Regions from separate parts of the Mus musculus genome. Here region 1 is linked to region 2. The links are chromatin contacts, called in public Hi-C maps. All regions are on one chromosome and are shown on one strand. Each heading gives the region's core, a stretch centred on a gene start, on an enhancer-like site or on the middle of the called end of the contact. The rest is flanking DNA. Distances are from core to core; before and after follow the strand shown.

The links. Hi-C and Micro-C count contacts between places; a contact is called where the count stands out from the background.
Region 1: a Hi-C map of 3T3-L1-derived adipocytes shows a contact between it and region 2, with 2.8 times the contacts expected there. The contact joins two enhancer-like sites. A contact is called at or near these places in 5 of 484 Hi-C or Micro-C datasets (the 3T3-L1 cell line, 3T3-L1-derived adipocytes, the HPC-7 cell line and 2 more) and 1 of 115 datasets of contacts at active chromatin or transcription factors (double positive thymocytes).

Annotation. Positions count from the first base shown.
Region 1 is chr7:129,964,103-129,967,291 of GRCm38.p6, forward strand. It overlaps Gm4265 (predicted gene 4265), which reads left to right. Exons shown (of 4, transcript NR_046077.1): 2 at 2,746-3,125. Among named protein-coding and RNA genes, the nearest start is that of Gm4265, 3.5 kb to the left of the region's middle. Within about 2 kb of position 1,384, at least 28 of the 459 cell types and tissues checked have an H3K27ac peak or open chromatin away from gene starts, as enhancers often do. A contact at or near this core is called in 3T3-L1-derived adipocytes, where this site is marked.
Region 2 is chr7:129,856,286-129,859,964 of GRCm38.p6, forward strand. No RefSeq gene overlaps it. Among named protein-coding and RNA genes, the nearest start is that of Gm39095, 47 kb to the left of the region's middle. Within about 2 kb of position 2,021, at least 5 of the 459 cell types and tissues checked have an H3K27ac peak or open chromatin away from gene starts, as enhancers often do. A contact at or near this core is called in 3T3-L1-derived adipocytes, where this site is marked.

The sequences.
Region 1 (3,189 bases), core at 134-2,633, 110 kb after region 2:
TCTCCCAAGAAAGTCTAAATGGAAATACAGGGATATGATTTCAGAATTTGACTCTCTTTGTGAAGAACAGGCAGCAAACAGGTCCCAACTATGCCTGGGCCTCTCTTATCTTGAATTTATTTTCTTAAGTGTGCTAACAAGAGTAGCGAGTGTCAACATCTGTCTCCACACAGTCACCGGCTTTATTTTTGCTAGGAAACATTTGCCTTCCAAAAGCTAATGGCCTGGGTTGGCTTTTATTTATTTTCTGTCGGCCTGTCACGTCCCACCACAGGAAGACGGACTGTTTTCTGAGCTTGGGACATGATGGGACTAGTTAGCTTATTTTGATTATGTGACTGTTCGTGATACAATCCAGGACAGCTCCCGGCAAAGGACTCTGAAGTAGGAGATGCTGTCCAGTGGAGGATGGCTCTGGTCCATAGCTCCCGGGTGGGAGGCAGCCACCTACTTCAGGATTGAGACATCCTCTGTAGAACAGCAGAAAATGATGCGTCAATTTTCCCCACAGGAAGAAACCCAGCAACTCCATATCTGAGTAAATGGGAAATTTTTGCAAAATCCACTTTCAAGGCAACAGGCTAAAACAGTAACTTCTTGTAACAATGCCACAGACTTAAAATTATAGACAGAATTAAGATGTAGGCCAAGAATGGACTCTTCCTGTTTGTTCAAGCCTTGATCGGAGTTGACCACAAACTCATGGGACAGTAGGCCCTGAGCTGAGGGGTGCTAACACATAGATTTGAGGAAGCCCCTGAAAGCCTTGTGAAAGGTGGGCTCTCGAACTGGGGATGGTGGTGCACGCCTGTAATATTAGCACTAGAGGTGATAGGAGGATTCCAGGTTTGAGGCTAGCCTCACATACATAGCAATCTGGAGGCCAGCCTGGGCTATGCGATCATGTCTCAAAAATAAAAACAAAAGACAGAATTCTCAAGTTTTTGGAAATCAAGAACAATTGGTGAAGGCTCCAGGTGGCTCCCATACGTGCATGGGCTACCAGACCACACACTGATCGATATGAGGCTCTGGAGATGAAAGATAAATGAACTTATATTTGTTTATGTCTGTCTTCCTTCTCTAGACAGCAAGGCCAGAGGTTGGTAAGGTTTTTTTTTTTTTTTCTATGAAGAGCCAGAGAGCAAATATATTAAGCTTTGTGAGCCAAGAGGCCACATACTTTGCCATTATAGCATGGACCCCACTAGGCAAGTATATAAACTACCAACATGTTCAAGATGAGTGGGGGCTGAGTCTGGCCAGGGTCCACAGGTTGCAACTCCACTCTTGGAGTAGGAACCTAGTCTTCTTTGCCTGGAGCCCCATGTCTGCACAGTGCTTGCCAGATGGCGTCTGGTTGAGAAACGGTGAGGGAGTGGTCACAGTCCTTGCCTCAGGGATACACATTCTGGTGCAGTGGGGAGGAGGTGAAACAGCAAACGAACATGATGTAAGAAAGAGGCCCATGTCCCTTGTGTGTGTGTGTGTGTGTGTGTGTGTGTGTGTGTGTGTGTGTGTGTAATGTCAGGGGTCAGGGTGCCCGGCAGAGCAGATACAAACACAGGACTCTCAGTTAACTTTGAATTTGGGGTACACGGTGACTACAGTACTGGAAACATATGCTGGGGTGACAACTCAGTGGGTAAAGTGCTTGCGGGACGAGCGTGAGGACCTGAGTTCAGATTCCTAGCACTCTCAGAGAAAGCTGTGCCTGAAGGAGTGCCTGTAACCTGAGCACCAGGAAGCAGAGACAGATGGGTTCCAAGGGCTCCCTTAAGAGAATCCTGAAGCTCCAGACACAACCTGGAGCCTCAGAAACAACAAGGAAGTAGAAAAATGATAGAGGGTGGTGCTCAGTGCCAACCCCTGGGTTTAGTGGCCACATGCATGGGAGTGTGTACCTGCACACATGCCAAGTACACGTATACACCACCCCTCACACAAAATACACGTGGTCCAACTGAAACTCCTATTTAACTACCTACCATCTGAGCAGGAAATTCAGGGAAGTTCCCAGGACTGTGAGCTGTGAGAGGAGAGAGCAGGTACCTCGAAATGAAAGAAGCCAAAGAACTTGAAAGGCAGGACAAAGTGAGTGCCACAAAACCGACACCCCAAGAGTTAGGGGTCACTTCTCATTCGGGCCCAGGTGTGGCTGTGGGGATGGATGGGCCCACAGCCAGGCTGGAGATAGGGGTACAGCTTTGACCCTGAAAGAAAGGGTCAGACTCAGTCCTATAGTTAACAGCGAAGGAGACAAGGTCCCTAAGCAGAGAAGTGACCACTGCCAGCGGCCAGAGGCTCATGATCACAACAGTACACAAACTCTCCCATGAGATTCACAGCACATTAAACTCTGGCCTGATTTTAACTTTCCCAGGCTCTGTGGATTGGATTTTCTTCATTATGAAGTTGCTTTCGGGCTGGTGAGATGGCTCAGTGGGTAAGAGCACCCGACTGCTTTTCTGAAGGTCCAGAGTTCAAATCCCAGCAATTTCATGATGGCTCATAACCATCTGTAATGAGATCTGACACACCCTCTTCTGGTGTGTCTGAAGACAGCTACAGTGTACTTACATGTAATAAATAAATCTTAAAAAAAAAGAAGTTGCTTTCACACATATCCACATGCACATACAATACAGTTCAAGCATATTCATATGTTTGTATGTATACTTCTCATATATTTACATGCATATGCACACACATTAGTAGACACATATTAATCCATGTCTTTTGTAGGGCTCTCCTATCAAATCTATTCCGTAAAAAACTGAAAACTGTCTCTAAAGCTCAGAAGAGAGATGGACAGATGGAGGAGCTGTTGCCTGGAAGACAGCCACAGACATCATGTGAGTGGGAGGGCATATAGAAGGGAGAAAGGTAGCCAAGAGAGGAACTGGAAAGTACCCCAGACTGGATGGGATGATCAGAGGGGATAGTTGAAATAGATCAAGACAGATTTGACAAGGCAACTAAAGGAGAGAGGACAATTTTGCTCTGGGATTTAACCAAAGAGGAAGCATGGAGAAAGAATCACAAGAAGACCGAACAAGGGCATTGAACTCGCCAGTGTAATCACCGATGCCTGCCATCCAGCCGCTGTCTGCATACGGATGAGGGTGAGAGGTTCTGAGCTGTGTAGTCTCAGATCTGTTCTATTTAATACATTTGATTATTGCCACG
Region 2 (3,679 bases), core at 771-3,270:
CACACTTTTAAGGTCCTGAATTTGCATTCTGTAGCCAGAGATAGTCAGACCCAACATTGAACTGCATATATGGAGATCTTTATAACTCCAGTGGTCCCAAGACAGGCCTGTTCATTCTTGGAAAGGCAGGCCCTTTAGAAAATAGCCCATAAGTAGTATCACCCAGTAAAATCAGCATCCTTCTGGCTGTTGCCCTAGGGTCTGGATCTCAGTACACAATGGGGCCCCAACTCTGCTACTCTGGGACTATGTTTCTGTTTATATGCTAATTCCTCATGATGGGCAAAACCTAAGTAACAAATTCTTCTATACTCACAACAGACAGGATGGAAGTGTGTGTGGATCTGAAAGGAAAACCAACTGTTCTCACAGGCAGGATGGCTCCATTAGCAGGCCAATAGATTCACTGCTCTGATATAAGCAAACATGCGTTCTACCTTGGGGAGTGCTGAAGCAGGAGAGGAACCCAGGTGTTCTTAATACTTAGTTGTCACAGCAGCTCTTTGAAAGCTTTCTTCCCCATTCGTGGGTAGCCAGAGAACACTGTCAGTCAAACTGTTGGCTCAATCTGGAGAACAAGTTTGCATACATGGGGAACATGTTCTTAATCTGTTGCCCCAAACATGTGCTTGGCCTCTGTCATGCTAGGCATTGTGCCAAGTGTTTACAAGACTGTTCTGTGCAGCCCTTCCAGTAGTGACACGAGGGAAGGTCTGCTGCTCTCACCAAGGCACGTAATGTGAGGCTTAAGAGGAGACAATGTACAAGTGCCTGGTATCAAATGTGAGGGTCACACTTCTCACACAGAGATTGAGGTTCACTCTCTACCCGAGACTTCTGCATCTGGCTCCAAACCAAATTAATCGATCCAGCCTCTGATCACAGTGACCCTTGAATCCCGGGTATTAATTCTGGTGTTACTGAGACCCCTTGAGTACCTGTAATAAAGTGATTGACTAAAAGCTGTCCAAGTTGTCATGCTGATCTTCTCTCTCTCTCTCTCTCTCTCTCTCTCTCTCTCCTCACCTCAGCCCCATCATGTGTCTTCCTACAGTGAGAACCATAGCCATGGGCCATCAAAATGAAATGGACTTTGGAGAGCATAGAATCCACACCTATTATTTTTCAGATACATAAAATGAGTCCCAGAAGGATCAGATATTCTGCCCAAGGTTATTCTTGATGCAATGCTGGGAAGGTACCTGTGCAACCAGGGCAGGGCATTGCAGCTACCCATCCACCCACCCATCCACCCACCCATGGGCAATGTCAAGAGTGGCCCTCTAGCTCCTTTTGCAACTCTCCTCTATTTTTTGGTACTGAAGTTCCCAGAAAGTTCACTTGTTTTTAAAGCAGGATGTAACCCTTTCCCCCTGATAATGCAATGTAAATTGTGCCTTGGGTCCAGTTGCTTGTCAGTCCTTGTCATCAAGTTAGGATCCCTGTCCCTTGAGATACCCACTTTGTAACTGAATCTCTCTTGCTCAATGCTCTCTGCTCCATCCATGTATCAAAGGTCACATCCTTGTGGACCTTACTGACACCACACTGCAGTGGGGCCTGGGAGACCACATCACAATTAATTTCTTTGCATATTTCTTAAGCTGTTCAATGGCTCTGTGAAAATAGCTGTTGACTGGGTTAATAAATTAAAGGATTAAAGAAGAAATACTTTATGCCAGTAAGTGTCATGGAATCCCTGGTAAAGAAGTTTTCTAGGTCAGAGGTGGGGACTTTGTGTCTGCTTCTGCTCCTCCATGCTAGAATTTTGTGTACTTTAAACCTAGGCAGTTCTTGATGGTTCTGTCACAGTCTGTGAGTTTGTATGTGTACCAGTCCTCTTGTATCTGGAGGACACTGTTTTATTTAGAGTCATCCACCATCTCTGGCTCTTATAATCTCTCTGCCTCCTTTTTGGCATGGATCCCTGAACCTTGAGGGGACATGTTTGATAAATACACACTACCCAAGCAGTTATTTGCAGACGATACTCACTGGGGAAGAGAAAAACCCATTTTCTCCAGTGCAGCGGCACTGAGTACATCAGTCAGATCACTCCCCATGGACCATACCCACTGCCCCTGACCTCAGAGGGCAGAGAGAGATGATGACAGGAGAGAATGCTAGGACATCCTACTTACTGGGAAGGAAAAATCGTTGCTGCTTCCTGGGGCCTTGATTTTCTGTGATTTGAACCAAATAGTGAAATTGTATCCTGTTGGCAAGTCTATCTTGTGTTCCCTTGGAAAGACTTAGCCAGATGCACCCAAGGATACAGTAGGATCTAGAGGCAGCAGCATCTGATGGCAGTGTTGGCCTGCTGCCATGCCCACGGGTGTGTGAACATTTCCTGCAAGTCAAGAGAAAGTCCGAGTCCATCAGCTACCACCCTATGTGATGCAAGGGAAAGAGAAATGGGGCTCTTCCATTTTCATTGGGTAGCTATTGGAGTCTCTGTCATGGAGTGCTGGTGGGTAGTCAATCTCAGAGCTCTTATCGTCAAGATTCCCAGTCCAGGTCAAGCCCTGAGTGCCCTGAGGAGCCAGATTACCGTATTGGACACTGTTTTAGTGTGCTACAGTGAAATGCTTCCACCAGAATGTGGGGATCTTGTAGCATTAGGAGGAGGTATAGAATGAGCTAGTTTTATATAAGCTTAGAGTCAACCCTCTGGAGTTTAGTCCCCAGACATAGAATTTAGGTACTATGTGAAAATAAACATATTGTTTATTCTCTAGAAGTCTAGCTTTGCTGTCTTAAAATAAAACTGATTATAGTACTATACATCAGCTGCTCTGAGCTGCGAGTACGCTGGGCCTCTTTAAAGCATCCTGCATAGGAAATAGTAAGTGCTCAATAAATCTTAGCCATTATTTTATCATGTCATTAGTGGCTTTTCATCCCCTGGAATGAAGCATTTTACTGGAGAGCTAGAGATATGTTTGTCCTTTTAAATTGGTCCTAAAAAATCTAGAAGTGAAAAGCAATGAGTTCATGTTGAAGAAGCACACACCCAGTTCCCAGCTCAGCAGTGTTGCTCATGAACATCCCCCTCCTGCCCTCCCCAGTCCTGTTTCCCTCACAGGCTCTTGCTTGTGCCCAACAGTGGCCATTTGCACTCCACATGCCAACTTCTTTTTGCATCATTGGCTTTTCTTCTCTAGACGGAAAATGTTTATAAAAATGACAGCCATTTTACAAACACAATGCTTTGCAAGGCTGCCCAGCCTGGGGTGTGGGTGCTGAGCTCTGTCATCAGCCAGTCAGACCTCTCCTGAGATGCCAACCAACGAGGGTTCTTCAGGGATAATTGATGTTTGTTTGTTTCTGGGCAAGTCCAGATTCGAGCACCTTTTAAAGAGTCAAGTGCCTACTATAGTCACTTCTCAAAGTGATACTAAGTCAGGCTTCTCAAAGTGATAGTACTTGGTGGCTGAAGCTTTCCTCTCACCATTGTGGAATCCCCAGGGCCCCCCGGAATTGGTGTCCTAGTCAGCCCATACTGTACACTGCAGCACGTGATCTCCTTACTACGCACGGCTGATTACATCCCTTCCTGCTTGTAGCTGGTCAGGGATCTTGTGACTTGGTCTTATAAAGCAGAGTCTTAGGGCTGGGGTGCTGATGTAGGCAGTAAATGCAGGAAGGAAGGCGGGCCTACACTTGGTCTTGGCACTCA